7 separate regions of the Mus musculus genome follow, and regions 1, 2, 3, 4, 6 and 7 are each linked to region 5. The links are chromatin contacts, called in public promoter capture Hi-C maps. All regions are on one chromosome and are shown on one strand. The core of a region is the stretch at or near the end of the contact, and the rest is flanking DNA. Distances in the headings are between cores, read along the strand shown.

Evidence for each region. Promoter capture Hi-C pulls out the DNA fragments that hold promoters and counts their contacts.
Region 1: a promoter capture Hi-C map of pre-B cells shows a contact between it and region 5, with 3 times the contacts expected there. The contact joins the promoter of Cinp here to the promoter of Setd3 in region 5. A contact is called at or near these places in 1 of 39 promoter capture datasets (pre-B cells) and 2 of 484 Hi-C or Micro-C datasets (B cells and CD8 T cells).
Region 2: a promoter capture Hi-C map of pre-B cells shows a contact between it and region 5, with 5 times the contacts expected there. The contact joins the promoter of Wdr20 here to the promoter of Setd3 in region 5. A contact is called at or near these places in 1 of 39 promoter capture datasets (pre-B cells) and 1 of 484 Hi-C or Micro-C datasets (uterus).
Region 3: a contact with region 5 is called in a promoter capture Hi-C map of pre-B cells, with 6 times the contacts expected there. The contact joins the promoter of Ppp2r5c here to the promoter of Setd3 in region 5. A contact is called at or near these places in 5 of 39 promoter capture datasets (the C10 cell line, erythroid cells, liver and 2 more), 1 of 484 Hi-C or Micro-C datasets (CD4 T cells) and 1 of 9 other capture datasets (liver).
Region 4: a contact with region 5 is called in a promoter capture Hi-C map of embryonic stem cells, with 7 times the contacts expected there. The contact joins the enhancer-like site here to the promoter of Setd3 in region 5. A contact is called at or near these places in 16 of 39 promoter capture datasets (the 3T3-L1 cell line, 3T3-L1-derived adipocytes, the C10 cell line and 10 more), 1 of 15 datasets of contacts at CTCF or cohesin (large pre-B cells), 8 of 115 datasets of contacts at active chromatin or transcription factors (astrocytes, embryonic basal ganglia, embryonic forebrain and 5 more) and 1 of 9 other capture datasets (embryonic stem cells).
Region 6: a promoter capture Hi-C map of pre-B cells shows a contact between it and region 5, with 8 times the contacts expected there. The contact joins the promoter of 4921507G05Rik here to the promoter of Setd3 in region 5. A contact is called at or near these places in 4 of 39 promoter capture datasets (cranial neural crest, liver, neutrophils and 1 more), 3 of 484 Hi-C or Micro-C datasets (B cells, CD4 T cells and the G1E-ER4 cell line), 1 of 115 datasets of contacts at active chromatin or transcription factors (astrocytes) and 1 of 9 other capture datasets (liver).
Region 7: a contact with region 5 is called in a promoter capture Hi-C map of pre-B cells, with 8 times the contacts expected there. The contact joins the promoter of Dync1h1 here to the promoter of Setd3 in region 5. A contact is called at or near these places in 4 of 39 promoter capture datasets (erythroid cells, liver, neutrophils and 1 more), 6 of 484 Hi-C or Micro-C datasets (CD4 T cells, CD8 T cells, erythroblasts and 3 more), 2 of 115 datasets of contacts at active chromatin or transcription factors (astrocytes and extraembryonic endoderm stem cells) and 2 of 9 other capture datasets (adipose tissue and liver).

What each region holds. Positions count from the first base shown.
Region 1 is chr12:110,887,468-110,891,673 of GRCm38.p6, forward strand. It overlaps Cinp (cyclin-dependent kinase 2 interacting protein), which reads right to left and starts at 1,678. Exons shown (of 5, transcript NM_026048.4): 1 at 1,599-1,678. The coding sequence starts at 1,605. Tecpr2 (tectonin beta-propeller repeat containing 2) reads left to right here and starts at 1,797. Exons shown (of 20, transcript NM_001289510.1): 1 at 1,797-1,859.
Region 2 is chr12:110,735,511-110,739,709 of GRCm38.p6, forward strand. It overlaps Wdr20 (WD repeat domain 20), which reads left to right and starts at 2,490. Exons shown (of 3, transcript NM_027149.4): 1 at 2,490-2,767. The coding sequence starts at 2,519.
Region 3 is chr12:110,445,966-110,450,002 of GRCm38.p6, forward strand. It overlaps Ppp2r5c (protein phosphatase 2, regulatory subunit B', gamma), which reads left to right and starts at 1,259. Exons shown (of 16, transcript NM_001373949.1): 1 at 1,259-1,420; 2 at 2,007-2,072. The coding sequence starts at 1,394.
Region 4 is chr12:105,846,721-105,850,436 of GRCm38.p6, forward strand. No RefSeq gene overlaps it. Among named protein-coding and RNA genes, the nearest start is that of Gm19554, 51 kb to the right of the region's middle. Within about 2 kb of position 1,816, at least 23 of the 459 cell types and tissues checked have an H3K27ac peak or open chromatin away from gene starts, as enhancers often do. A contact at or near this core is called in second pharyngeal arch cranial neural crest, where this site is marked.
Region 5 is chr12:108,177,398-108,181,232 of GRCm38.p6, forward strand. It overlaps Setd3 (SET domain containing 3), which reads right to left and starts at 1,887. Exons shown (of 13, transcript NM_028262.3): 1 at 1,756-1,887. It overlaps Ccnk (cyclin K), which reads left to right and starts at 2,341. Exons shown (of 12, transcript NM_009832.2): 1 at 2,341-2,483.
Region 6 is chr12:110,839,036-110,843,241 of GRCm38.p6, forward strand. 4921507G05Rik (RIKEN cDNA 4921507G05 gene) reads left to right here and starts at 1,994. Exons shown (of 2, transcript NR_152102.1): 1 at 1,994-2,250; 2 at 3,374-4,206. Mok (MOK protein kinase) reads right to left here and starts at 1,904. Exons shown (of 12, transcript NM_011973.2): 1 at 1,711-1,904. The coding sequence starts at 1,717.
Region 7 is chr12:110,598,646-110,602,791 of GRCm38.p6, forward strand. Dync1h1 (dynein cytoplasmic 1 heavy chain 1) reads left to right here and starts at 2,750. Exons shown (of 77, transcript NM_030238.2): 1 at 2,750-3,209. The coding sequence starts at 2,960. Gm35558 (a long non-coding RNA gene) reads right to left here. Exons shown (of 2, transcript XR_381950.4): 1 at 2,108-4,146; 2 at 1-1,719.

The DNA.
Region 1 (4,206 bases), core at 428-2,927, 2.7 Mb after region 5:
TCTGTAATTTAACAAAACCTTCTTTAGGAGACTATACTATTTTGAGACTCTCTTCTTCTGACTTCCAAATTTAAACGCAACCAGAATTTATAGCTAAAATTCTACTTGTATATAATTGCTAACTTATCTGTAAGTTGCAATAAATATATTTGCAATAGTTAAATGCAAAAAGGGAAGTCATTGTCCTGGTTACTTTTGTGGTTAACTTGGTCAACCTGGGAAGAGAGAACCACAGTGTAACAACTGTTCGTGAGGATGTCTGCATGGTGAATGATGTACAAGGGCCTAACTCTCTGTGGTGCCGCAGCCCTTGGGCAATTGGTCCTGGGCTGTGTAAGAAACGATCTGAGGGGCTGGAGATGGCTCTGCGGACCTAGCACCCAAAAGAGGCTTACAATCAGCTGAGATTCCTATTCCAGAAGATACCATGTCCTCTTCTGGCCCCTGTGGATACAGCTGACACATGGTACGTTTACATAAATGTAGGTATTATACACGGAGAAGAAAATCCTAGGAAAAAGCAAGCCAGTAAGCAGCTATTCTTCATGGCTCCTGCCTCTGGTTCTGCTTGGGTTCCTACCGAGTTCCTTCATAGATGGATTGGGACCTGGAAGGGTAAGACAAATAAACCCTTTCCTTCCCAAGATGCTTTTTGGTGACGGTATTTTACCATGGCAACAGGAAGCAAGTTGAACAGTTATTTCCATCAAGAAGTCTTCCTGGACTCTCCCCCCCCAACCCCCGCCGCCGCCGCCCCCACTTCCACCCCTGGTTGCATTACGAGTCACTGCAGTAGACATATTATCTCCTATTCGTTGGCTGTCATCACATCCCCTAGTGAGTCAATTTCTTCTATTTCTTAATTCTATTTTCTCCGCAGGACTGAGTTCAACCACAGTAGGAGTTATGTCTTGTTCCCTCCCATAACTTGCACACACAGCTGATTGAGAATCAAACGGGCTCCATGGAGGAACTGCTCTCACCTCCTGCATTACATTCGTCCTTCTTCGGTAGGGGTCCCTAAGGGTGAGGATCACGGCTGACTAAGTTTGCCGGACCCACTTAGGAACCAAAAGCACAGCTCTGACTTCTAGACACTCAGAGACAAATGGGGAGATGTCAGTAATGTGAGTCGCAGGGCAGCTGGTAGAGAGAGAGGCACAGCAGTTTAGCTGCTTACCTCTTGTAAGCTACCAAAGCAAAACGGGACTCAGCAAGCCATACGCTAACGCACTGACCCATGCGACACGAACCGACAGAGACAGCCTTTATTACACACTGCAAGCTCCACGGCCCGTCTTACTGAATGCCGGAGTTTAGGGAAGGGTTCTCCGAGGGGCTGGCACGTCAGGCTTGGCTCCAATGTGCTCAGGGATGCTCTGAGCGTCACACCACTGACACTTCACGCACATCACCGCACTCAGACGACACTCACACCGTAATGAACAAGGCTCCCGGCAGCCCACGAGGTCCAGGCGCGCCCTGCATGTCACGTCGCGCGCGGACTCATGACCTCCCCCACCCACCCTCCCACCCCTCATGACCACGTCCACGACCTGCAGCCCCCACAACTAGGGAAACACAGCACTGTCACGCACCTTCCATGCGGCGGCCCACAGGTAGATTCCTGAGAAGACCCAAAAACCCGCCTGCGAACTGAGGAAGTGACGTCACTTCCGTCCTTGGGCCCGCCCACACTTGTGGCTCTGCCGCTCTAGCCCTCCGCGGAGTCACTGCTACTCTCTGAGGCCTAACCCGTTGCCTAGGCAACAGGCTCCCAGCAGCCCCTGCGGCCCGGAGTCCATCCCGCCTCCTCCGGGTTGGCGGGGCTGAGGTGTCCTGAGGGGCTGCCGCGGGAGGTGAGTTCGGGAGCGCGCGGGCGGGTGCCGGACGCCTCCGACGTCCCCGACGCCGCCCCTCGCCTTTCCTCCCCCTGGCAGAGCCGCCTTCCCCTGTCTCAGCCCCTCAGCGTCTCCACAGCCGCGTCGCCGTCCCCCTGGCAGCCGCCGCACGCGGCGCATCTGTCAGCCGGAGTCTGTGCAGAGCACCGGGCGTCGCAGCGTTCGCACACCGCCCCGGGCCGCCCTGGCGTCCCGGCTCCCCTCGCTCCTCCCCTCCTGCCCCACCCTGCATCCCTCTCGCGGCCGGCTCCAGGCTCCTCAGCCTGGAGATTGACATTGCGTTCTGTTCTGTCCCCCCGATCCTCAGCTGGATCCCTTACATTGCCGCTGGCTTGGCCGCCCAGTAGGAGTTGAGTAAGGGTTGGTTAAATGGATACCGAATGCCTCCCGGTGTGGCCCCCGAGGCGGAATGGACAGTGAATGGGGTGACCCTGGGTCAGACTCGGGGTCAGGTCATTGCGCTTCCCCTTCCTACCCGTTTACTGGAGCAAGTGTCAACTTCCTAGCTTCAGTTTCGTCATCCGTAAAATGATAAGTTTTTATCTTGGGATAGTGGAGGATTAAATGGGTCAGTGCATGCATGCACAGCCGACCGTCCAGGGTCTGACTGAATATGATCAAGGTTAGTCTCTGCTGTCACCCACACGGCTCTGTGGGCTTCGCTGCTTTTTCCTCTAGTCCCTTAAGTCTCTGGTTTCCCATTTCTTTCCATCTCCGTCTTTACTTTTCTTTCCTACCCTTTGTGCTTCCTTTCTTTCTCACCGATATTCAGGTATTTTTCTGTTCCATTTGTTGGCAGCATGTGAGGTGTATCGTTTTGTCGTTGACTGGAATGATCATTTGCAGCCAAGGTTTTGAAAACTTTTGGAGCAGGGAGTTGTGGGAAATCAGGTCCTAGGTATGAAGTTGCTCTAGTCTCTTATCGCCAGAGAGTCCTTGTCTTCGAAGCTGTTACACTTTTTGTACCTACTCGCACCCAGCTGTAATGCTGATATACCTGTGATCATTTTGTTTGTTTTTGCAACCTGACTTACAGCCCGTGTTTGTTCATTCATTGAGTGTTTACTAGACTTCCCTCATGCCAGTTGCTGGGCCAGGCCCTAGGGGTGTATGCTTACACTTCACACCTAGTCACTCCCTCAGGAAGGTTGGAGTCTAGCTCTTGAGATTTCAAACCTGAGAATCCCGTCTGGTTTGGGAATCATGGATGGGTAAAATGAAATAAAGTCCTTCAGGGGTTCACTCCCCCCCCCCACCCCGTAACTTTTAAAAATCGTGTTTTATGTGAATGGATGTCTTGCCTCCATGTGTTTTTGTGTACCCACGTGTGTGAAGTGCCTACTGAGGTCAGAAGAGGGTATCAGATGCCCTGGAAGTTAGCTGCCATGTGGGTGCTGGGAATTGAACTCTGGTCCTCTGGAAGGGATACCCTGTGTTACAGGCTGAGCTACCTCTCCGAGAGCCCTAAGCAGTTGTTTTGATGTAGCCACATTGTCTTTTTCAATGGAAGACTGGTTCTTATTGGGTTGGTTTTCAGTTTTTCTTAGGGAAGTTATCTTTTGGGGTTGAAGAGCTCGGAGTCCATTCATAGTAGCCTCTAATTTAAACAAAATAGCTGCTGGCACTTAGTGGAGAGGAGGAAGAAAGCAGACGACAACAATGATCTTGAATTTAGAAAGGTGAAGAACAAATTAGGAGATGGTTATATTAATAAGAATGGACGTTAGGGACAGGGAGTGTGGTAGAATCAGAAGAAGAAATTAGGTGGTGGTTTGTTTTATTTAGGGTTGTTGTTGTTTTCCAAGACAGGGTTTCTCTGTATAGGTGTGGCTGTCCTGGAACTCAGGCCAACTTTGAATTCAAAGATCCTGCCTGCCTCTGGCTGGAACTAAAAGCGTGTGCCAGCCCATCTGGTTTGGTGGTGTTTTCTCTGGATTATTGAGACAGAAGCAGCTTCAGAATGTATGTTTCCCATGAATGTAGCCTTCGGATCTGGTCACGAGATTTCCAGTGAATCTTTGCTGTGGTCTTGGGGCAATGTGGCATAGAATTTTGTTTGTTTTCTTTTGGGGGACAGGATCTCACTATAAAGACCAGACTGTCTACAGCTTGGAGAGATGCTCCTGCCTCAGCCTCCTGAGTGCTTGAATTGTAGGTGTGCACCACCATATGTGGCTCAGCACAGGGGGTTTGAGAGAGATTAACCCAACAAGTATGTGTTGAGTGTTGATTGTACTGTAGCCTATTGGATGTTTCTATTCTTTGTTGTAGTTTGTCTGTTAGACGTGGGGGTTGGCAGAATCTT
Region 2 (4,199 bases), core at 1,240-3,739, 2.6 Mb after region 5:
TGACAGCATCCCAGGAGGATGCTACCATGTCTGGCAAAGCAAAATGTTCAGTTTGTACAGGAACAAACAAACTCTAATATAAATATTTTTTAAGAATATTTATGTATGTAGCCGGGCATGGTGGTACACACCTTTAATCCTAGCACTCAGGAGGCAGAAGCAGGCAGATTTCTGAGTTCGAGGCTAACCTGGGCTACACAGAGAAACCCTGTCTTGAAAAACCAACCAACCAAACAAAAGAATATTTATATATGATGTATGTATGTCTGTATGTATATGAGTACACTGTCGCTGTCTTCAGACACACCAGAAGAGGGCATCAGATCCCATTACAGATGGTTGTGAGCCACCATGTGGTTGCTGGGAATTGAATTCAGGACCTCTGGTAGAGCAGCCAGTGCTCTTAACTGCTGAGCCATCTCTCCAGCTCCCAGTGTAAATCTTAAGGCATAGTGGTCTTTTACTTTTTTAAGACAAAGTTTCAGTATGTGGCCCTTTGTGGGCTGTGTAGTACTCAGGACAGCCTTAATGTCTATCTGTCTCGCCCTCCTAAATGCTGAAATTAAAGCATATGTCATCATACTCAGTAGTATATTGGTCTCATGGGAAATTTAATATTATGGTTGAAGGTCAATATACTTTTTTTTCAGTTTTTGCTGGCTGAGGTGTCCCCTCCCAAAGTATATTTTCCCCCATTAACTAGAAATTCAAACTGAATTCTTTTTAGATAATTCAGGCTGTTATTTATCCTTCAAGATGACCATTATAAACATGTTTTTGGTACAAAATAGCATAGCTATGGGAGCTTGGGATTATCCACTGAACACCCCCTAGTATTTTTAAGAGTTGTGATCCATATTTGCATTTTATGGAAAAGACAAATTTGCATTCATAGGAAAAGACAAATAACAACAAAATGAAATTTAAAGTGCATTCTAGGGATGTATTAAGAAGACTTTTAAAGTCAGGTGATGGTGGCACATGCCTTTGATCCAGAACTCAAAAAAACACCAAAAGAAAAAAAAAAAAACCACCAAAAAAAAAAAAAAAAAAGGATTTTAAAGCTGGGTGTGTGGTTCATGCCATTAAGCCCAGCACTTGGTAGTTAAAGACAGATGGATTTCTGAGTTGGAGCCTAATCTCTGGTTGAGTTCCAGGACAGCCAGGGCTATTTAGTGAAATACAGTATCAAAAACAAAAACAACAAAAAAAGGATTTACTGTAGTGCTTTTTTTTTTTTCTTTTGCCAGTTCTACAGGATGTTAGTCAAATGCCTTATTACATCACTGGCACAGTTTCTACTGTGTCTGTACTTGCTTCCCACTACATAAAATGGCTATGATTTATACTTCTTTAGAACACTCCCCCTTGTGTACAATTAATTTTTGTGAGGTTGGAGTCTCGGTCTGTGGGCTCGGGTAGCAGCCTCCCAGCTCCGGGCTCAGGCATTCCTTCTGTCTGGAAGCACAGGTGCCCACAGTGTACTGGGCTCGCTCTACAGACAGGATTTCTCAGGGATAGGTCATTCTTCGTGTAACATTTTCTCCGCTCTAGAATTCTATTTTAACGTTTATCACTTTAGAAGCCTTTGTATTCCAGTGCACACACCCAGAAATCGAAGCATCAAATGGTGACTGTTAGGTCCTACTTTAATGTGTGCGCTTGCCTTCACCTAATACTTTGTACAGGATATTCAGCACAACTCGATGGTTCTCCTGGCAAACAACTTCAGGTTCCGTTTGAGGCTTTAAGAAAATCAATTAGCTTAACCTTTATTAAGAGGCACAGGAGACAGAAGTTCCGACAGAACCTACTTTCTCAAGAACAAGCCAATGCTCACCAGGAAGGTTTCAGGTGAGACTTGAAAACACAAGTCCTGTACATTCATGCGGTTCTTCCCACCCCGCCTACAAAACCCAACCCAACCCAACCAAACCAAACCAAACCAAACCCTGAGCTGTAATAAAGCCCAATCCATCGATATCTTCTGTGAGACGTAGAGGGGCTTGTCACCAGGCATCGGTACCCCGCACCCAAGCGGACCGTCGGAGTCCTCCCTAGCTTCCCAGGGAGGATCGCGGACAGCTGGGACATACACGTCCAAACACCGGACTTCACTGCTCGCCTCAGGCTCTGCCGGGACCACCAGCTGGCCAAGGCCAACGCGGTGGCGTCTCTTAGGGATCGGGTCCCTCAGCGAAGCTGCAGAGCGAGACAGGAGCCCCGCACCAACGCTCAGCGCGCTCGCTTCGACCCGCACCAGGAGGGCGGCACCCAGGGGAGGAGCTTGCGCACGCCCCTCCGGGTGGAGCGCGCCAGGTGAGCGCGCGTGCGCAGTTGGACCATTAAAAACTAGCCCGCCCCCTTCGCTTCGGCCCGCCTTCGTGGGGGCTGGCTCGCCAGTGGGCGGGGCCGCGGAGAAGGGGGTGGGGAGTGGAGAAAGCGAGCGGCCGAGGACGGCGCCTGCGCGGTGGGCGTGATCCGGGCACTTAGGGCAGGATGAACGCTGCTTTCCAAGATGGCGACGGAGGGAGGAGGGAAGGAGATGAACGAGATTAAGACCCAATTCACCACCCGGGAAGGTCTGTACAAGCTGCTGCAGCACTCGGAGTACAGCCGGCCCAACCGGGTGCCCTTCAACTCGCAGGGATCCAACCCTGTCCGCGTCTCCTTCGTAAACCTCAACGACCAGTCTGGCAACGGCGACCGCCTCTGCTTCAATGTGGGCCGGGAGCTCTACTTCTATATCTACAAGGGGGTCCGCAAGGTACCGACCCGGGCGTCACCGGGGGCGCGCCGGCGGCGCGGGCCGAGGCCGGGAGCTGGGCGGTGACAGCGAGGCCGGGGTGACCGGTGGGGGCGGCCGGCACTTGTACTTTTGAGTGGGCCGGTAACTCCGCTGAGGTGCTCCGGAGGAGAGGGGGCTTCGGGAGTGAGGCGCCGGCGGCAGCGCTGCCTCCTAGGGGAGGAGGGGGCTCTGGAGCCGGGTCGCGGAGATGCCCCGGGAGTAGCCGGTCGCCTCCTCCCCCGGCGGGGTCTGTCAGGTTCCGATCCCGCCCGGGAGCGGGCCTGCGAGTCCCCGGAAGAGGTGCGGCGGCCGTTTTAGGTGGCCTCGCTTCCCGGGAGGCTCGAGAGTCCTGCCCTGGGTGAGAGAACCGGGACGCGAGGCGGCTTGGAAAGGTCCGTAAGGCGGAACCGGGACAGGGAGGCGGAGGACTTGGAGACTAGGTCAGAAAGGACCTGCTCGGCACGCAGGGCTACTCCACCTGCTGCCGCACTGACACTTCTCCTGGTGTCAGCACTGTTTCCAAAAACCTTTCCGGGAGGTCGCCTGTCATTGTCTCCGCGGAGGGAACCGTCTCCCGAAAGGTTTTTGAAGAGGGTCATTCTGTCCCTTGCAGTGTAAGAGGGCTGAGTACTCAAGACTAGGGAGGTTGGAATTATGTTTTCAAATAGGCTAAGTTGCTTCAGAGGTGTTGTGTGTGAGCGTGCCTAGATTTATCTTGTCTAACGAGTCAGGCTATGTCCCAAACAGGGAGGGATAGGCCTTAAATGCTACTTTAAAGTAACCAGCCAAGAACTTAACAGTAATTCTGTGACGCATGCAATCGAGTTTTAAAATGTCTCGTTAAAAGCAGCAATTTATTGGCGCTTTTATTTTATTTTATTTTTTTATTTTTTGGTCACTGGCAAGAATTGCTTATTTTAACTTTTGACCATTGAGAGAGTAAGGAAATGTATGCACTCCATAGCACCTCCAACGGAATGTGACAAGGTGATGGAAGATTCACTTATAAATGTTCAGTTAGTGGGAAAGTACGTTGTCCATATTGAAGAGGACGTGTTCCCAGGGATGGCTATATCCAAAGTCAGCTGCTGTTTATGTTGCACTGTACGGTTAGGAGGACAAGGGAAGGAATGATGGTGTGCAAACGTAAGCTTGTTTCTTTGGTCCAAGGTGAATCTTCTGACTTGTCTTTATTCTTGTCAGTGAACTCCCGAAGCGTTTGGAAATAGCTGGTTGACTCTCCTCTCTCGGGGTTGGGAAAGTATCCAGTGGTTTGAAGAGTAGGAACTGAAGTTTTAGTGCAGTTCCCAACCCTGTTACTGACTCACTGCTGGCTGACCTTGGATACCTGGGAAACTTTCCTTTGCACTTCTTTAAAAAGGGAGGCTGCAGTGCACATGTTATAATTCGT
Region 3 (4,037 bases), core at 9-2,508, 2.3 Mb after region 5:
AATCATGAGTGAGCGCCTGAAGTCTCCTGCACTCGAAACAGTTCACTCCTACAGTCTTCCTTCTGAGTGCTCCCCCTTAGCATAGGATGTCAGACACTGACAACTCCAAAAACAGGACTGTATAAGTAGCGAATTAGCTTCTTCCCTCATAAAGAGCTACTAGAGAAGTGAGAGAATCAAGTGATCCCTGGTCTTCATGCAGTTTTCTCACAGGCTAACGACCACTGGTAATTAAAGAATAACAAAGACGCAGGGCTGCTCAGACGTAATGGGCTCGGAAAAAAAGCCTACACTGATCTGACTACCTCCCTGGTGGGCCGGGGCGATGGGTGGCAGTGTGCAGGTAGAGTCTCAGAGTGAGCAGCTGATGGGCTCGGCCTAGGTGGATCCAATCCCTAAGACGTAAGGTGGGCGGTGCCTACATTGGGGAAGCCGGTTGCCTTGCGGGTGAGTCTGGAACAGAGAAATTTCGGCGTGCAGGACCACAGGGGAACTAGGCAGTCTACACTTGGACCGCCGTGGGCAGAGTCTGCTCTGGGGAGAGTTCCTTTGCTCGCGTGGGCGGGGACGAAAGGAGAGGCGTGGACTCTATAGGCGGGGCTGAGGCGAGCCCCGCCTCTGAGGCGTGCGGTGGGCGGAGCGTACCCCGGAGCCAGCAGCATTGCCTTCGTGGGCGGGGCCTAATGGCCCAAGGAAACCGCCGCTCGCGCGGTCCCGGGTCTCCTCCGCACTGCACGAGCGTCACCGCTACCAGGCTTATGGGGTAGAGTTTTTCGTGCCTGGAAGGCTACAGAATAGTCGCCATACATCTCACATGTGCATTCCCGCTCCTCACTGTCCTTTGCTCTCCTCCCCGTCCCGGCTCAGCGGCCGTGACTTTATCACCTCCGTTGTCCGCACACGCCTCCCTCTCCCCAGTAGCTCCCTCCCTGATGGCTCCACCAAAACCTTCACAGCCCGGCACACGAGCCGGTCCGCACCGAGGGGGTGGGGACAGGCCGCGCAGTGGGCGGGGCGACGCTGCGGAGCGTTAGGGCACGTGGGGCCGTGTCGGCCAATGGCGTGGCGTCGTTGAGGGCGGCGAGGCGGGGAGAGGGCAGCGTGGGGCCGGCGCGGGGCGGGGCCTGGGGCGGGGGCGGGGCCTGCCGGGAGAGGGGCGGAGAGACGCCGCCGCCGCTGCCGCCGCCGCCGCCGCCGCCGCGGCTGCCGCAGCCTCTGGGAGCCTGGAAAAGGGGAAGCGAGAGCGGACGAGCGACTCAGTCCCCGGGCGGCGGCTGCAGCGGCGGCGGCGGCGGCCGGGGCGGCGCGACGGCCGGGCCGGGGGCGCTTCTGCTGCTGCAGCGGCAGTGGCGGCGGGCGGAGGCAGGGGCGGCGGCGGCGGCCCGCACCAGCCATGCCGAATAAAAACAAGAAGGAGAAAGTGAGTCGGGGCCGGGGGCTCCGGGACCGGGTCTGGGGTCCCCGCGTCGGCGGGTAGGGGCGGGGCGGCAGGTCGTCCAGGCTCGCGGGCGGGCCCAGGGCGCTGGCAGGATTGCATGGAGCTGGGGAGGCCGCTCAGGCTCTGAGGTGGCGCTGAGGTGCCGCGGTCGCTCTGGGTGGCGGCTGATGCTCCGTGCAGTGCTCTGCGTGGCGGGGGCTGGGGTGCTGGAGCGTTCCGGACTCGCCCCAGAAACCCTCACTTGTGAGGTTTAAGGGTGGGAGGGGAGAAAGGGATGGGCCGAGAGCTGGGGTTACGTGTCCCTACCTGGAGTTTTCACCTCCCTCCCCCGCCCCCCAACACAGACATGAAGAGAAACGGAATTTGAAGGCTGCTGGTATTGTGAATATACTCAATATGATGTAGTTTGCTGCTGACATATTAAAGCCATCAGAAGCTCTCAGTGATATGTATCAATTTAGAAACTGCATTTGAGCTGATGCTTAGCGGTCCAAATATTGAGAACACTAATGGTTTTTTGTTGTTGTTTGTTTTTGTTTTTTTGTTTTTGTTTTGTGATGATTCCCAGGAACCACCAAAACCGGTGAAAAGTGGAAAAGGTCCAAAAGAAGGACAAGATACAGCAGAAACAGAGGTAACCTCTGGACAAGCTCATTGTTATTCTTGATCAGCCTTTAATCTAGGGTCTAACACGGAGGCTCTACAAACCAAAGTGTTTCTGAAGTCTTTTCTTATGAGTTACTTATCCCCCCCCCCACTCTTTTATTAAAGTGTGCACAGCGAAACTGACATTTTAAAAACAGTTTTGTGGCTTCTAACAGAGCTCAAGCCCTCCCAGTGAACTGGTCTTAAATGGAGTCTCTAGCTTTAGGGTCTGCCCCCTCGTTCCTTTTCTGTGTCTCTGGCTCTCTCAGTGACTTCCACGGTCCTTGCTTTCCTTGCTGCAGCCTCGAACTGGTGTCCTGGGCAAGCTTCTCTTCTGCTGATGTCTGGTCCTTTTCAACTAAGTGTGGATGTGTTTTGGTGGCTCTAATTTGGGTACTTTTTTTTTTTTTTTTAAACAGTCTTCTATTTCCTTTCCCACAAGCTCCTCCATCCTCTTTGGTGAATCCTGACTTTTCTTGCTTCCTGGCTTTGGCTTATTTCAAGAATATCTGGAATGATCCCTTGGGTCATTTGGTGGAATCTGTGATCCTTAATAGAGTTGTGCCCTTGGGGGATTTTCAGGGCAGGCCCCTTGACCCCCCTTTTTTGGCTTTGTTTTGTATCTCATTGTCTTGGAACTAGAGTGCCCAAGCGAAGAGGCTCAGGCTTTAATTTCAGGGCACCTGGAAGCTGCTCCTTAAGTCTCCCCTCTCCAGAGCCGGATCGTTGAGATTTTACCACAGACATTTCTAATTTGTGGCTGTTCGGCCTCTTCTTCCCGAAAGCTTCATTAGAATGAGTTAAATTCTGCCCTGAAGATAATCTGCAGGGGTTATTTTAGCTCCAGGTTGTCTTCCCCCCCCCCTCAATTTGGTGTGTTCTGTGCCTCCCTCCTCTGCAGCAGGTGGTTCATCCCAGCAAATCTGTTGCCCTCCCTAGAGCTGAAAGCAGAAATCCAAAAGGTTCCTGAAATACCAGTAGATAGGATCGGCTGTGCCAGTCTTTGCCTGCCCTTTCTGAACAGTGGATCGTGACGCCTTTCCTGGGGCCCACTCGTGTCTGACTGCCTTCCACAGCCAGCCCTTCAACAATTTTTACACGACGTGTAGTTGCTTTGCAGGGCATACACCGTGTGCTTCCTTGTCTTGTCATTAGGACTGCTAAAACTTCTTACGGTTCCCCAAAGCTTTCTCGCTCAAACATACCTGTGTCCTGTTGCTGTTGGGGGGGGGGGGGAAATCACAGAGAAATATCAGTATGTATGTTCATTTCTCCCTAGTTTATCAAAAGAACCTTGCTGTAAGGGTAGGATGGATATTAGGTTTAAACCCCACCCCATCCCAGTTGAAAGATGCCCATACCACTGCTGTGTAGCTGTCTGTAAAGTATGTGGGGATTTTACTGTCAGTCATGTAGGGCTCTGGAGTGTGGCCTGCAGTGTCCCATGTGATGCCCCAGTTGTCTTTTTGTATCTTTTCTAGTGCTACTGTCTAAGAGCTGGAGTCACAGAGCTCGAAATGGCCCCTGAAAAGCACTGAGATGTTGGGCCCTTCACCCCTATCTCAGAAGGATGCACGAGGCACCATGGCATGCTAAGCCCTTGGCAGATCACTGTTGAAACTATTTCCCAGGAATACAGATCCTGGAAGTGCAGTAGCTCCTGTGACCTCTGAGTTACTCTTTCTGATGGCTGTTGTCTCCCCTCAGCCTTGGGCTCTGTTCTTCCCTGCTTTTCCCACCCACTTAGCAAGTGTGATTGACTCATCCAGTGAATTAAGTCTTGACTGTACTCGCTCCTCTCCTCCTATTACTCCGACTTTGAATATTTTAGCCTGAAGAGTGTAAATGGGTTTGGTATTCATGGTTGCTCTTGGAGCCCTTCTAATGTCACGCGAGCAGCGGTGGTCCACACTGTCCCGTGAAGGCTCAGAGCCTAGACAGTTTCCACACTCCA
Region 4 (3,716 bases), core at 566-3,065, 2.3 Mb before region 5:
TCTTGGAAGGCTGGGGTACTGACTTTACATCTAGCCTTACAATGTTTCAATGTGTTTCTGATATGTGAATGCCCTTAAAATGTTACATTATGGGTGATGGGGTGGGTGGGTGAGAAATCGGGAGGGCAGGTCTGGAATGGCTGTGGAGAGACCTCAGTAGTACTACTATATTAATTCTAGAAATTTGAGGCCTTGGCCAATCTGGAGTAAGCCAGTATAAACCAGTTCACTTGGAGAGGATTTGCATCTTAGAAATGTTCTGGGGAGGTGAGTCAGTGAATAAATAAACACTCACCAGCACCTAAACATGAATTTTGGGGTAGTTTCAATATGTCCCCTATAAAGTTGGCAAACTTGTTACTAGGTGAGTTGCTTTTAAACAAATTTGGTGCTCTTGAGTCTGTTACTGCTGATTTTTGTCCTGAATATGGAGGTAATATGCACCTATCATTTTAATACTTGAAAAGCGAAGAACTTCCCAGGTGTGATGGTGCACACCTGTGGTCCCAGCAGAGGCCAGTAGGTGTCAATTTTGAGGCCAGCCTGGGTTAAATAGTAAAAGTGTTTGAAAAATCCCAGACAAACAGGACAAGGATCGTAGGTCAGTGAGCTGGTTCTCCAGGTAAGGCCTTCGAGCTTGGCAGCCTGAAGTCAGGGCCCACATGGAGCAAGGAGAGAAGGCGCTGGTACACAAAACACACGTGCCCACAAATAGCACACACGTTTGTAAACCAGAGAAGTAAAATAGAAACCACCCATGGTCCTGTGTACGTTGTATGTTTTTCCTGATGTCATCAGCTGTTGACTAGTAGCAACTGGAGGATGGATATCTTGGGTGTGCCTCCTTAGTTTAGGATAACCATATGGAGACTGGCATTAGACCTTGGAGAAAGCCCTTAGCGGGGCTGTCTGGACCCCAGGGGATGCAGAGAACTCAGGGTGACGGTGAGATTCTGGAGTTCAACAGCAGTGACTGGCAGGGCTGAAGCTTGCAATTCCAGTGAGCGCAGTCATACCTCCTGTGAGGAGTCCTTCATCCCTCAGTGGTTCCTTTCCATGTACTGGCATCTCTGCAGCAAGGAAAGAACTTGCTGATGCTGGGCACGGGAACTACTCCAAATGACACCACAGTAGTTAGGACAACTCTGGTCAGAAGTGGTGGGTAGAGACCGAGTTGGAGCTGTTCCAAAGAACAGGCTTCTCATGTGGGTGAGCTGTTTCACTGGTGGAGAAGTCTTGGCTCTGCGAGGTGAGCCAATCCAGCCGCTGCCTTTGTCTCTTTACAATGAAGTTCCTAGAGAAGGATGGTCAACACGAACTGCACATGGATGGAGAACCGTGCCTCTGGAGGAGTTTGCAAGTCCTGAGGTGGGGCAGCATTTGCGGGGGGGAAGGCAGGAGCGTGGGACTGTAGAGGAACAGGGACAGTAGAGTTTCTGGAGGCTCGGCTTGAGTCCCATGTAAAAGTGTGGTGGTTTGGTAAGAGCTGTTCAGAGCGGCTTGGCTCCAGGCTCATGCCAAGTGTGGGAAGCCTTGGGAAGCTGCGGGGAGCTGGCTCATTTTGGTAATAGGGTTTTGAGCCTCACACAGCAGGGCCATCTAGGGCAGGGAGGTGATGGGAATACAGTGATGGGTTCCTGCTAGAGGCTGTGAAAACAGCTACTAGGAGCTGGGGTGTGGTCACTACAGCCCAACCAGGACCAGGCTCACTCAGTGTTCTTAGAAGCCACGAGAAAACGAAGGGCACACACAGCAGTGCCCAAGGATGGATAGATGATCCCAGCCTAAGGTCCTGTCAGCAGGGTGAGCTGGAGCACAAGCCCAATTGCAGACTGGACACTGGGCCACTCTTCCTGGGCCATCTGGCCACACCCTATTCTAGAGAGATGCTATTGACACCTCTGTCCTGACCAACAAAGGTACATGAGGGAACAGTATGTTGTACCTGTGGGGATCGAGTAACCCGCTCAGTAGGACCCACACCTATAGAGTTCTCCCTCAGGACTTTTTTTTTAAACAAAAAACAACAAACGTTGTGCTGTGCGAGAGGTAGCTCTTGCACATGTGGAGGTCAGAGAGCATCACTTGAGAGTTAATTCTCTCTACCATGTGGGGATTGAACTCGGGCCACTGGGTCTGATGGCAAATGCCTTCACACTGAGCCATCTCTCTAGCCCATAGGGAAGTCTTTTAGTCCTTGGCACTTATCATTGGTGAATGCTGAGACTTCCATGCCTACCCGACGCCAGCTTGGTGTCTAACATCTCTGTCTCTCCTCGCTCAGACTGCTTCCTGCTGGTTTTTTTTCTGACCTGCTTTTGAGGGGTTTCCATTTTTGCAGGCCCACATTCACCTTAGTGGTTCCCAAATCTTCATGCTCGGGGTGTGTGTGTGTGTGTGTGTGTGTGTGTGTGTGTGTGTGTGTGTATACGCCACATGCAGGAGCTTGACCAGAGGACAGTGCCCATCCCCTTTCCGAGTGTGGCAGCTCACCGCCTGAACAGAAGACATAGAGACATCCACCCAGCCGGAGTGGGGGAAGCTCGGGGTTCCTGGTGGTGCTTGTCTGTCTGGTTCTAATTACAGCTTCTACTGAAGGCTCAAGGGGAGGGTATGTGGTGAACAATACGTAGCTCTGTCGGGAGGCAGTGGGCTGGGGGCGGGACAGGAGCAGGGCTGTCAGGAAGAGGAGAAATGAGGACAGGTCCTTGAGAACCATTGCTAGGGAAGGACTGTAGATATTCATATCTCCATACCCAGTGTCCTCAGCTCATCAGGGCAAGAATGTGTGTGCCTTCTCCCCTGCCCCCATACAACTACGCCACTCAGCAGTTGTGGGGCCCTGGCCTGAGCCCCGATTAAGATTGGTCATCCGGGCCTTGTGGGGCTTTTGCCTAGCAGCTTGGCCTGACAGCTGCCAGTCATGCTTCTTAGGCTACCTACTTGTGCTCACTGCACTCAGCCTCTGCACCAGAAGGACCAACAGGTAGGCAGGGAAGAGAGCGCCTGATGTTAGCGGGACTTGGCTTCTGCTGCGCCATCTAGATCTAAGCTCAGGTGCCAGGCTTGAGCAGAGTGTAGGCTGAGCACCCCAGGCCACGGGTGGCCTGCTCAGCTCCTTGGCTGCTCCCTTCTGAGTGTACAGACTCCTCTCCTCTTCCAACTCCTCTGCCCAGCACTGGTCTTCAGGCTTCACCTAAGACCATTGTCTCTTCTGGAATGGTTGAGATATCTCAGGCTGGGTTATATCCTCCCTGCTCTCAAAGCAGTCTGGCTGAGTTTTGGTACTTTCCGTGGGTGGGAACCTGGGGAGCTATACATGTCTGTAGGAACCACATGGCGGTTGGACTAAGTTCTGTCACAAAGAGCTTCCTGAGCTGGAGAGACGGCTCAGCAGTTAAGAGCACTAACTGCTCTTCCAGAGGTCCTGAGTTCAATTCCCAGCAACCACATGGTGGCTCACAGCCATCTGTAACAAGATCTGCTGCCCTCTTCTGGTATGTCTGAAGACAGCGACAGTGTACTCTAACATAAAATAAATAAGTTAATTTAAAAAAAAACAAAAAACAAAAACAAGAGCTTCCTGTGTAGCAGGGAATGTGCCAGTGCCTAGGACTTCACATCCTAGACATGCCAGTGTCTTACATGGATGATCTCTTGGTATTCTGCCAATAAACCTGTGAAAGAGACGCCATTGTAGATAGAAAGAGGTATGG
Region 5 (3,835 bases), core at 637-3,136:
CAGGGTCTCTCACACAGTCTAGGCTAGCTTTAAACCTAAGATCCTCCTGCCTCAGGCCCCTGAGTAGCAAGGGCTAATGTTAGCTATGCCACAAGGCCCAGCTAACAGCATTTCAGTGAGAATTTTACTGGACATTTATAAACAGAAAAGGAACAGAAACCCTCATTGCTAGAACCCACATCAGCACAATGTTTGGATCTTCAAGTCCAGCATAGCTCCACTGAGATGTTTGCACAGTGAAAAAGGAGGGAGAAATAGCAACTACTTCCCTCCAAGGGAACTAGAGTTGCATATCCAGATATTAGTAATATCTCAAAAGAGAAAGGAACGCACGGTAAAAAGAAGGTAGGGGCAATAAAGACCAAGGTTGTTTAGAGTCCCAGTAAGATGTTCTTTTTTTCTGTAGCTTTTCAGAACTTGGTTTTGCAAACTGTTTTCTTAAGCCCTAGAAAAACTCCTTCCCAAATGGCTGGAATTCCACCAAAATATCAATCATGGCGCCCCAGAGACCCATCTATAAAGTGAGCCTCTACAGGTAGGAGCCTACATACACACTGTAGGTTCCAGTGAGTCTAGACAAACTTTTTAACTTGGGGAGGAAATGTCCTTTTATACTGCTGTATTTTAAGGGTGCGTTCACTTAAAACTCCCCAAGACTATCACTGTTTAAAACTCATTTTAAAAACACCCTCAGCATCGCCTTTGAAAGGGAAATGGGAACAGTATCACATATGAAAAACCCACACTTTCAGTGTCCAAGTCTGGTTTTAGTTTTTGTGTGTTTTTTGAAAGGGTCTCCCTATGTAGCTCTGGCAGGCCTGAAACTCCGGATTCCCTGCCTCAGCCTTCCTGGATGCAGTTCTGTTACATCTATCAGTAAAACCTCAATCTTCTAAGGGTCTGCAAAGGCAAGATGGCTGTCAACATCCTGTTCAAATGTGTTTACTTCGGTAACAACACCGTTTTCGTTTAGAAATGGATTACAGCATGTCCCGAGTCATCTTTACGCGTGCACCCCTCCAGAAACGCACCAACGTCCTCTCCCGACACGACGCGGAGGGGGTGAGGCCCCTCGGCAGCCAGTGGCGCACGTCACTAATCAGCTCCTTCTCCAAGAGTGGCAGGCGGGGAGAAGAGGCAGAGTCGCATGCCCAGGCTGCAGCCGCAAGAAGGAAGAGTTGAAAATCGGAATGGCAAACTCCGAGAGCACGGACCGCTTCTCTCTCGCAGCGCGCTCGTCGCGTGTGGACCTCGGCCAGGGGCGCGTGGGAAGAAACCTGACCTATTTTCTACGCCCGCCTTTGCGAGCGGGCAGTGGAGGACAAGGCGCGGGGGCCGGGCTCCCCGTGGGCAACAGAGAGCTGCAGAGGGGCCTCGGCCCCAAGCCGCGTGCGCCTGCCACCGGAGGAAGGAAACCAAGGCTGCAGCCCGCCGCACGCAGTCCCAGCGCCCCGCGCGCACTCCGGGCCCCGGCCGTACCCGAGGGCGGCGCCCAGGCCGCGCCCAGGCCGCGCCCTGAACCTGCCGCCTGCCCCCGTCCCGGTGGAAGAGGGAAGCTGCAGACGCTCGCCAGTCCCCTCAGGGACCGGGCCTGCCGGGCCTCGGAGCCCACAGCCTCCCAGGCCCTGAGAACTCGGTCGCGGCCGAGCACCGGACCTCGGAGTCCGCACGCTCGGCCTCACCTCCTTAAGGAGCGGTGGAACCCCGTCCCCTCAGCCCGCGGGCCGCACGCGGGTGCTTGCCGTCCGCACTCACCTGCCCGCTTCGTCTTCGCGCAGCGGCGGCGCCACACTCCGGCCGGGACCCCACCGTCCGCCTCAACCAACCCCCAGGCGGCGGCGGCGGCGGTGGCGGCGGCGGCCGGACGGGAGGGGCTGGACGGCAGCCAGAGACAGCCCCGCCGCCTAGGCCCAACCCGGCTCCGCCCGCCCCTGGGCCCCGCCCACGGGCCGCCGCCGCCGTTCATTGGCCCGCACCTAACACGCCTCGGCGCGGCTCCGCCCCGCCGCCCATCCGCCCGCCAGCCAGGGTGCTGATCAGCCATTGGACATCAGCAACCGGGGCGGAGCCGTATCCGAAGACTCGATTGGTTAGATCTCGCGCTGTGATTGAACGACGGGAGCCCTGGCTCCGCCTCCGGGCCGAAGTTCCGTTAACAGGTTCGGTTGCTCCCGAACTCCCTTTCGCCAAGGGGGTGGGGCGATGGGAGGGTGTGTGCGAGTGTTTCCCCTCCCCCTACGGGCCGCAGTCCACAAGGCCGCAGGGTAGGCGGAGCGGCGACTGTTGACTTGTTACTTTTTTTCTTTTTTTTAGCTTTACTTTCTTCTAATTGGTTGACAGGCACCTGACTTTCGCCGCCCCCTCCGGCCGCTTCTTAACGTCCCGAGACGCAGGGAAATGACGTAGTTCCCCGACATTCCACCTCCAAGATGGCTGCTGTCAGGAAGGAGAGACGTCGCTGAGGGTTTTGCCTGAGGCGAGGGGTGAGTATCTAGCTGGCCGCGGGCAGCGCCGCCCACCGTCTGCGCTCCTGGTGGTCCGAGGAGGGTATTTTCCAGCTGCCTGGGTTCTACGGAAGAGTCCGGCTTCCCGGATTCCACCGCCCTCCTTGGAATCCCTGATGCACGTTGAAATTAGCAGGCGACGCGGGGTTGGCGGCGAGGGAGCTTCGGGACAGGGTCGGGTCCTCTGGGGTGCGCCGCTAATGCCTGGAACTGGAAGCTGACCTCGCAGAGGAAAGTGGTTGCGGTTTGGGGGATTCCTAGCCGAGGAATAAAAGGGTGGCGGGGCTTACACGCACAGACCCTGCCTCAGACCGACCCGGTCACCCACGGCTTGTGGATCCCTCTGTTAAGTAGGATTGAGGCTTTGGAAAGTGTTCCGTGACTCTTGAACCACGGAACTCAGGTAGGACCAGGAATGAAAAGGGACTTCCTCGATAAGACTCGTTCTTACCCAGACGTCATCCTCTCCTGAGTGCTTGTTTGCCTCGGTGTTAGGGGAACTGATCTTTATTAAGTTGAGAAATAACATGTATATGTTAATCTGAAAACGTTTAAGCAGTTTAACCTGCCTAATGTATTCTTGGTGGTGTTCTTAACTTTGGACTACCAATAAAACACAGCTTTCCATAAGTCACTCAGTGTTTAAAATCAGTTATCACAGACTGGCTGTCTTCCTACGTAACCCTGGCTGGTGTGTAGCTCTCTCTGTAAACTAGGCTGGCCTCCAGCGCAAAGATATCTTCCTGCCTCTGCCTCCAGAATGCTGGACTTAAAATTAAAAAGTCATGTGCCATGAGTCTTAGCTAAAGACTGGCCTTTTAGGTTTTAAAGACAAACCTCACACAGGTGGTATCTTGATATATGTTGTTTAAAGAATAATTGGCCAGCATTTTGCAGTTGTGGGTGTCTTTAACTTTTTTTTTATGAGTGATTCCATGAAAGTGTAGTGATTTCAAGCCTCAATACCTAGAACATTATATGGCACTTAGTAAACTATTGCTGAATGAATGATAATAGTTGAGAAATAGTAATGTTGATAAACATTTTGATTAAAATTGTTAGTGTCAGTTGGGTGGTAGTGGTGGCTCACATCTTTAATTAGAACACTTGGGGTCAGGGGCATGCAGATCTGTCTGAATTGAAGGCCATCCTGGTATACAGATCAAGTTCCAGAACAGCCGAGGCTACATAGAGAAGCAGTGTCCCAGAAACCAAGAGAGAGAGAGAGAAGCTGTTAGTGTTGTCAAAATCTGTTTGCTAAATAATCGATGGCAAGTCAAAAATTGCCCACGATAAATAAAATTGGTTTTAGGTGTTTCCTTTTTTTGTAG
Region 6 (4,206 bases), core at 744-3,243, 2.7 Mb after region 5:
CAGGGACTCCTGAGGCTGTGGGTCTGCCTAGCTCCGTGCCTGGCTGCAATGTCCTCCACCTCCAGAGCGGATGCTCTTAACTTTACCCTGGGACACCTTGCCACTCACTATGCAAATGACTTACAAGGCAAAGGAGGAGGACAGGAAAACTGGCTAAACCTGGGTGTTACCAAAACTTTGGCCACAATCCACTTTCTGGAGGCCTAGGGTGGTGATGGTGCACGCCTTTAATTCCAGCACTTGAGAGGCAGAAACAGGCTAATCTCTGAATTCTAGGCCAGCCTGGTCCACAGAGCTAGTTCTAGGGTAGCTTTGGCTACAAAGGGAAACCCTGTCTTGAAAAACCAAAATGAGCCGGGCGGTGGTGGCGCATGCATTTAATCCCAGCACTTGGGATGCAGGGGCAGGCAGATTTCTGAGTTTGAGGCTAGCCTTGTCTCTCTCTCTCTCTCTCTCTCTCTCTCTCTCTATATATATATATATATATATATATATATATATATAAAACTTAAATTTTTTTAAATTAATATTTTGCATATATAATTTGCATTTTATGATGTGTCTATTTTTTAACTTTTCTTAAATTTTTTTTTGTTTTTGTTTTTCTCCTCTTTAAGTGTGTCTATAGGATCTGTGGTGAGAGAGAGAATACTAGAGAGAAGGGTGTGGAGGGAGAGAGAAGATACCATAGCTGGGGTGAGAGGAACACCTGTAGTAGTGTCTGTGGTGTTTAGCACTGCATATGCCTGAACTTCGAGCTCTTTGGGAATCTCTTATCTCTGCTCCCATCTCACCATAGGCATGCTGGGATTGCAGGTGCATGCTACTGCATCAGATTTTGTTTTTGTTTTTTTTTGTTTTTTTTTTGAGACAGTTTCTGTCTAGTAGGCTTGGCTATCCTGAAATTTGTTATACTGATCAGGCTGGCCTCAAACTCATGGAAATTCAACTGCCTCTGCCTCTAAGTGAGGGGAATGAATGCGCCCGTCACTCCCCTCAAGACCACATTAATCTTCCTTAAAGGGAGTGACACAGTGACACAAGACTGAAGGGTGAATGAGATGACTTATTTTTTAAATGTTATGTCATTTATGGTACATAGAAATTACTGCACTGCAATTAAAATGTAGTGTCAATTTGATATTGTAACTACAGAGAACACAATCTAATCACGGTAAGAGACTACACTTCTGGCTACACTATCACAGGCAATCATAACCGTATATCTATGAAAATCAAACAGCGGTCCCAACAAAACCGACTTGTCTAGTCGCATTTGGACTCCAGGTTACCCACAAACCCGGCACTAAGTCCAGTTTTCCAGTCCTTCTATTTTCTAGAAAGACTGCCTCATCTCCCAACTTCTAAGCAACCGTTTTACATTCCGCTAAAAGGATGCTTTCAGAACCACAACTGTTTAACTCAGAAAGTAAGATAGGCGGCCCAGCGTCCCTCTCGAACGCGGTTTAAGCCGCCGTCCCGCAGGGGCGGGGAGCCACCGTGTGAGCGCTCAGAGCCGACGGCCAATGTCTTGAGATTTCAGATGCGATCCGACAAACGAACGAACGAACGAACGAACGAATGAGCGAGTGAATGAACGAAATGACACAACTCCTCAAACTCCAGCAGAACCCGCTGCCTAGCCCCGGGTACCTGCGGCGCCGCCCCGCAGGCCCCGGGGACCCTCAGCCCTTCTCCGGCCCCACTCACTCTTCATCCTGAACGCGGATGACGCCGTCAGCCCCTGGACGGCCCCGGACCGAAAAGAAAAGAGGAGACTGTGGTACCGGCCTTCTCCCTTCCAGAGGTGGCTTCCGGCTCGAGGACCTTCGCGGTGGTCCCTGGCTGGGGAGCGTTAGGATCCGGCCGCCATATTGTATTCCTGTCGCCTTAGCAACCGCCAGACCCTTAGGAGGGAGGGGCGTTCCGGAGACATGCGTATACGCATGCGCAAAGGAGAGGGTTTAAAAACCGCTGGCCCGTTCACGCATGCGCGGTGCAGCCTGCCGCCTCGGTTCGGTCGCTACGCAACCTCTCGCCGCTTTAAATTTAAGTATAATTTCTTACCTAGTGAGTAGGCGACCTTGGTGGGACTGACTCTTCCCAGCTCTCCCGAGAATGTAACGATGTTGAACCAGACGAGAACAATTTCCTTGAGCTTTAACTGCCTGTAACACTAGTTGGAGCCTGTTCTTGACAACACCTACAGTTGAGCATCAAAGCAGCCTGATAGCTACTGCTGTGTAATTTGTAAGTTTTACTGCTTAATTCAACAAACATTTACTTTGCTAAAAGTAGTGTTGCACGCATTGGAGATATAATGAAAAGCGACCTAGACGAGATCCCTAAATTCTTGTTACTGTAAAGTGAGGTTGAAAAATTCTCACCCCATGCATTTAAATTCAAAAAGAAAAAAAGGGGAAAAAAAAGTCATGTGGGTTGTCTAAAAATAAACTGCATTTAAATTCAATAAAGAAAGAAAGAAAAAGAAAAATCCTTACCCAAGTGGTCGCAGTGAAGACTAAATGAGATGTCCCTGGTGCCCCACCCAATTCCTAGGGGCTTTTGCCTAAGGCTTGACAGGGTCTGTCACACTGCAAGTGCTTAATAAATGTTTGTCCAAAAGCCAGGGGAATCAGCACCTGTCACCTCTGTATCATTCTTATCTGTCTAGGGGCAAGCCTGATTTTAAGCATTGAGGATTCAGGACAAACTTTACCCTTTGACCCAGTTAAACAGGCAGATGGGAGAAGTGTTTTTGCTGACTTGGGCAATAGAAACCATATATCCTGTTGTTGGAGTCCCAAGATGATAAAGAGCTTTGTCAGGGGCACCTCCTGGTGGATCACTGAACCCAGACACCAGCCCATGGCTTCTGACTCCCTGTGTTTCTGTGCCCAGAAGAAGTTGGGCGCAAAGGGTTTCAACGTGTACATATTTTATGGAGGGTGTGTTTCAAACTGGCCCCTGGAACAACTGATGTGTTTTAGCAAATTAGAAGTAACATCTGGGGCTGGCGAGATGACTCAGTGGTTAAGAGCACCAACTGATCTTCCAAAGGTCCTGAGTTCAAACCCCAGCAACCACATGGTGGCTCACAACCATCCATAACGAAATCTGATGCCCTCTTCTGGAGTATCTGAGGACAGCTACAGTGTACTTACTGTAATATAATAAGTAAATAAATACATAATAAATAAACAAATAAATAAATAGAAAAATAGAAGTAACATCTGAAAAGCCCTTCTGTTTGTCTATTTTTCTTTCTTTTTTTTTTTTTGTCTAACAGTTTTCATATGCACACATTGGGAGTGAAACATTTAAATTATTTTCATTTCCCTATTTGTTTTCTGTTTCTCCATCTCACCCCAAGCCCAGAATTCACAAGCAGGACTTCGGTTTCTCTATGGAAAATGTTCTGCCTTCCTGTGACTGTGTGTTCCAGAGCTCTATGTCAAAATTTAAAAATGTGAAGAGGAAGATAAAAGCTAGAACTCAGTGACTGAGCTCGATCACCAGCCGCTGCAGAGGGGAGAGGAAGGACAAGCTTAGAGTCATGGAGCCTTAGTGAAGAAGGCCAGGAGAATCAACTCAGGCGTCTGGAAAAAGCAAGAGACACAGAGAAAAGGGGGTTGTCACACATTCCTGCTATTAGTCCCAGCACTGTGGCTTGGGGCTATGGGTGGAGGCAGGCCGATCTCTGCGAGTTCAAGGCCAGCCTGGGTTACATAGTTCCAGCTACATAGACTTTGGAAAATGCTTTTATCCTTTGCCACTCCAGCTTTCCTGTCAGGTGACTCTTTCCACCAGATCTTTTGATACAGAAGCAGGGGGACACCACCACTGCCCCTGCTGCAAACTGTCTTTCTTAAATCGTAGGCTATGTGATAACTTTGGGATAGACTCACATTCTGTGAGTCTATCCCAAATGTGATATCTTTGGGATATGTGAGTCTATCCCAATGTGATAACTTTGGGATAGACTCACAGAAGCACAGGGGGCATGACATTGAATATTTCACTGGCCATAAAAGAGGAGTGTGGCCTTCCAATTGCTTCTAATTCTCTTCTAGAATTCCCCAGTTATTGGTGTGGTGGGGGCAGAGGCAAAAATGGGGTCACACACGAAAGGAGATCTCATCACTTCCCAGGAGTCACCATGGATGATGGACGTCCAAAGTGAGGGAGACAAACCCCTGGGGCTGC
Region 7 (4,146 bases), core at 1,500-3,999, 2.4 Mb after region 5:
TTTGCTAGCTGACCGGGTGGCACCACACAGATGGATGGGGAGGTGGGGAGTAGAAAGAAGGCCCCCTGAAAGTGAGGAAATTCGTGACCACCAGAGGGCGCAAATGGACTTTTCCTGTTCTGATGGTGCAAGGCTTCCCTGGTCTTCAACTCCAAAACCCGGATCCAGTTCAGTCCTTATGAGGCCCATTTAATGCCGAAGCAAGACAGAAAGGGGATAAGAGTCTGGAACAAGCTTCATCAAAAGTGCCCTGCAGTGAGGTGAAATGCCAGCTAGATCCTCCAGCTGTGCCTAGTAGCGCAAATGATGTCGTCTGTCTGAAAGTATGGCAAAGAAATTCCAAATCTTTACCTGTATGTGCCCTGCCGCTCGCCTTCCTCCCATTCCTGGACTGGAAGCATACATTAAGTATACATTAAGAAAGTGTTGGGTGTTCTCCAGGCCTAAGAGCAATGTCAGATGTGGGGTTGATTATGAGTGAATGCCCCAACATGAACCAGGTATGGTAGGACACGCCACAATTCTAGGGCTGGAATTACAGGCCAAGATAGGATGATTGCTCAAGTTTGAAGTCAGCATGTACTACATACATGCTGAGTACCAGGCCAATCAGGGCTACATGACAAGACCTTGAAAAACAAAAGTCCAATATGGAATTCAGAGAAGGGGTATTTGGAAACACAGCCTGGAGGTGCTGGTTTGACAGTGGTCCCACTGAGAGATTGTGTGCTCTCTAGGGCTTGAGAGAGGGGGCAGAATACAGAGAATGAGCCTGACACGGTATCTCAACAGCACGTCATATGGTATTTTAAAGAGATGTTGGGAATGCGCAAGACCTCTACACAGTGTATCACAAATTTATGACAAAGTTGTATGTACTCTAGCCGCCACCAGCATCCCTCATCAGGAAAGAAATGCTCTTCCCAGCTCCTCTCAACACTTGAAAGCAGATGCTTTCACAGACAGGAGACTAGAAAGGCCGGGTCCCCACCCAAGATTGGCTGCGTCCTATGCCACGAAGCAGAAGGGCATCTTCAGCCAAGCTCAGCTTCCTCGTTAGCCCTGTCTCAGCCTGGCCAGCCTCTAGGATGGTGCCCTTAGAAATCTCAGCAGCCTGTGTGCAGCAGGTCTGTTCTTACTATATTAAAAAACAAAAACAGAATGTTTATTGAAAAAGCACACAGGTTTGATCCACTTGTAAATCCTTGTAAACAAATCATTTCTGTCTTCTTTGGAATGATAATAATCCAAAGTCTGAGCCTGCTATCTGTCCCCTGGCGTGGAGCCAGGTTGCAGATGAGTGAGTCCTCGGATAACTGAATGACTGCATTTCCCAGGTGCTGACTCACAGTGCAGCCAGTGTGCAATCAGCCCCACACCCACTAAGTCCCTGCAGGTTTCAGAATCTCCGGTCTTTTGTCCTTGTTCCTATCTCTGCAGGATAGGCAGAGGGAAACACTAACACAGCACCTAGTGTCAGGTGGACATTCAGTATTGATCACTGCCAGTACGCCAGCAATTCCACAGTAGCAATTCACCACAGTAGCTTTGGGTCTGTCCTCTCACCTCTGCAAGATTATTTATGACACATTACACCAGGGTGGGCTGATGGAGGGAGAATGGGGATATTTATCTGTTTTCTCTCTCTCTGTCTCTCTGTCTCTCTCTCTGTCTGGCTTCTAGAAGAATCTTCGGGCCTCCATCAGCAGCCTCTGGGACCTGGCACAGGACAATTGTGCAAGGAATAAGCATATTGTAGGGCTTCCCGTATTCCAAAGATGATTTGGGAGAATCAAGTCATACCACCATCATCCCACCAATCAGGACTCAGCTTTCTAACTCGGCATTATTATATTTTTAAAGATCATTTTGGCTTAGTTCCCTCTACCCAATTGAACAGGCAAGTTATGACCTGAACTTTCAAAGGCCAGTTACTAACCCTAAGAAAGTAAGCAAAGAGATTCTGCCCTTCTTGTCCTCCGTGTATGGGAGGAGGGGTGATGGGTCAGATGCAGGGAAACTTAGGAGCAATCTGAGCCCCTGCCTCCTGCCGATCCAGATTCCCGAACCCACAGAGCGGTGGGTGCTGCAGGTATGGGGAGCTTACCGTTGTCAGTGGATTCACTCATGCGTCCTTCTCTTACATCACCCTCGCTTGGTAAATGACACTGTGTTCAGAAGCCAGGTCCCATCGTAGCTTGATGTTCCTACTATCCAGGTTTCTTTTAGCCTACCGTTAGACTGCACTGCAGTTGCTGCTCCACCCATACCTAACCTTCCCTTCCTCAGACGCCAGTTCCTCAGCTAAAATCATCTCCCTTCCACTCTCTCCCTATCCAGTTTAGCGAAGTCATTGTGGGCATGCCCCTCATCTCCTCTGAAAAAACGTCCTCATCTTCCCAATGTGTATCTAATAACGACTGGGCAGTTGGGACTCCAGACTCCATTCATTCAACGGGAGAACTCAGGTTATTAATAGCAATGTCGGGCAGAGGATGAACTCTCACTAAATGTCAATTCTCGTCAATGCATCCTTAAAACACTATTTATGAAGCCTGAGGGGCTGGCTCTGTGATATTCTCTGCCACCTGGCAATGAAGACAGACGCGGTTCCTGGACCACTTTTGCGCAGAGTAATGGGTCCCGCCCTGCCCTCCGACTACAAGTCCCAAAAGGCCACGCGGCGCCGCACATAGCCCCGCCTCCAGTCGCATGCGTAACGTCGCGACGCCGACCGCGAGCGGGCGCCGGTGGCTGCAGCCAGCGGGCGGGGCGGGGCCGGCGGGAGCGGCGGCCTTTAGGGCGGAGCCGGCTCCGCTGTCCGCAGTCGGCCGCGGGTTAGCGGGCAGAGCGTCTCCTGTCGCCGGTTCCCCTCGCTCACTGCTCTCTCGTGCCGGAGGCCGCTCCTCTCGGCTCTCGCTCTCTCTCTTTCTATCTCTCTCCCTTCCGTGGATCCGCCATGTCGGAGCCGGGCGGCGGCGAGGACGGCTCGGCCGGCCTGGAGGTGTCGGCGGTGCAGAATGTGGCGGACGTGGCGGTGCTGCAGAAGCACCTGCGTAAGCTGGTGCCGCTGCTGCTGGAGGACGGCGGCGACGCGCCGGCTGCGCTGGAGGCGGCGCTGGAGGAGAAGAGCGCCCTGGAGCAGATGCGCAAGTTCCTGTCAGACCCGCAGGTCCACACGGTCCTGGTGGAGCGCTCCACCCTCAAAGGTGCGCGGCGCCCCCTCCCCGGTCGCGTGGAGCAGCTAGGGTGCCCGGACCGCCAGCGCCCGCACAGTGGGGTCGCTTTGTCTCCGCGGCTTCTCAAGATGGCCGAGTTGGGTGGAGACAGCGTCTCCCGGTCCCGGCTGGGCACAGGGCCGCATCCCTGCCTCCAGAGTCACATGAGCTTTTTTGGTTTCGATTCGTATCCAAGCTTAGCTCGCTTTGGGAAGAGTGTGTCTAGGACAGCCTAGGTGCTGGCCCTTGGGTGGGCTCGGGGACCGGTGGGTTGGCGGGAGCCGGAGTGGGCAGGCCCTGGTCACCCAGCATCTCTGCTGTCTGCGGCTGCCTACGCGTAGGCCTCCATTGGCCTCGCAGCATCATTGTTGAGTGGGTGTATCTCCCAGTTTTACAAACCAGGAAACTGAGTCCCGTGGCTGGTCCAAGGTCACCAGCTAAAATACAGGACCTTGAGATTAGACTCAGCATATCAGTTTCCAGTCCAAATTGCTTGTTTTGCTGATCATGGCTTGAAATTGTTGCTTAGATGACCCTAATGACAGCTCTGTGACATTTAAGTCTGATTTCAAAGACTTAAGAACTGTTGCTTACCTAGTTGGGGAAGGAGGCAAAGAAGCTGACATGTTCCCGTTGTGTCCTCCAGCAGAGACTCTCACAACATCCCTAGATTGATCTGGAATAGGGGGCTTGCTTGCAGGACTCCTTCCTTCTTGAGGCTTTAAAACCACTTTGTAGCATCTGGGGAACTTGTATGACATGCTGGCGAATGGGTGTGGCATTTCCCTAGGAACCCAGATGTGCTGTTTAAAAGTAAAATAGCCCTTAGGGATTGAAGATGGACTGAGAATATTTGCTAGCAAGTTCCCTAGAGTTCCAAAGGCTGTGTGGTTCCGTTAGAAAACCAGAGTGGCTGTCCTTTCGATAG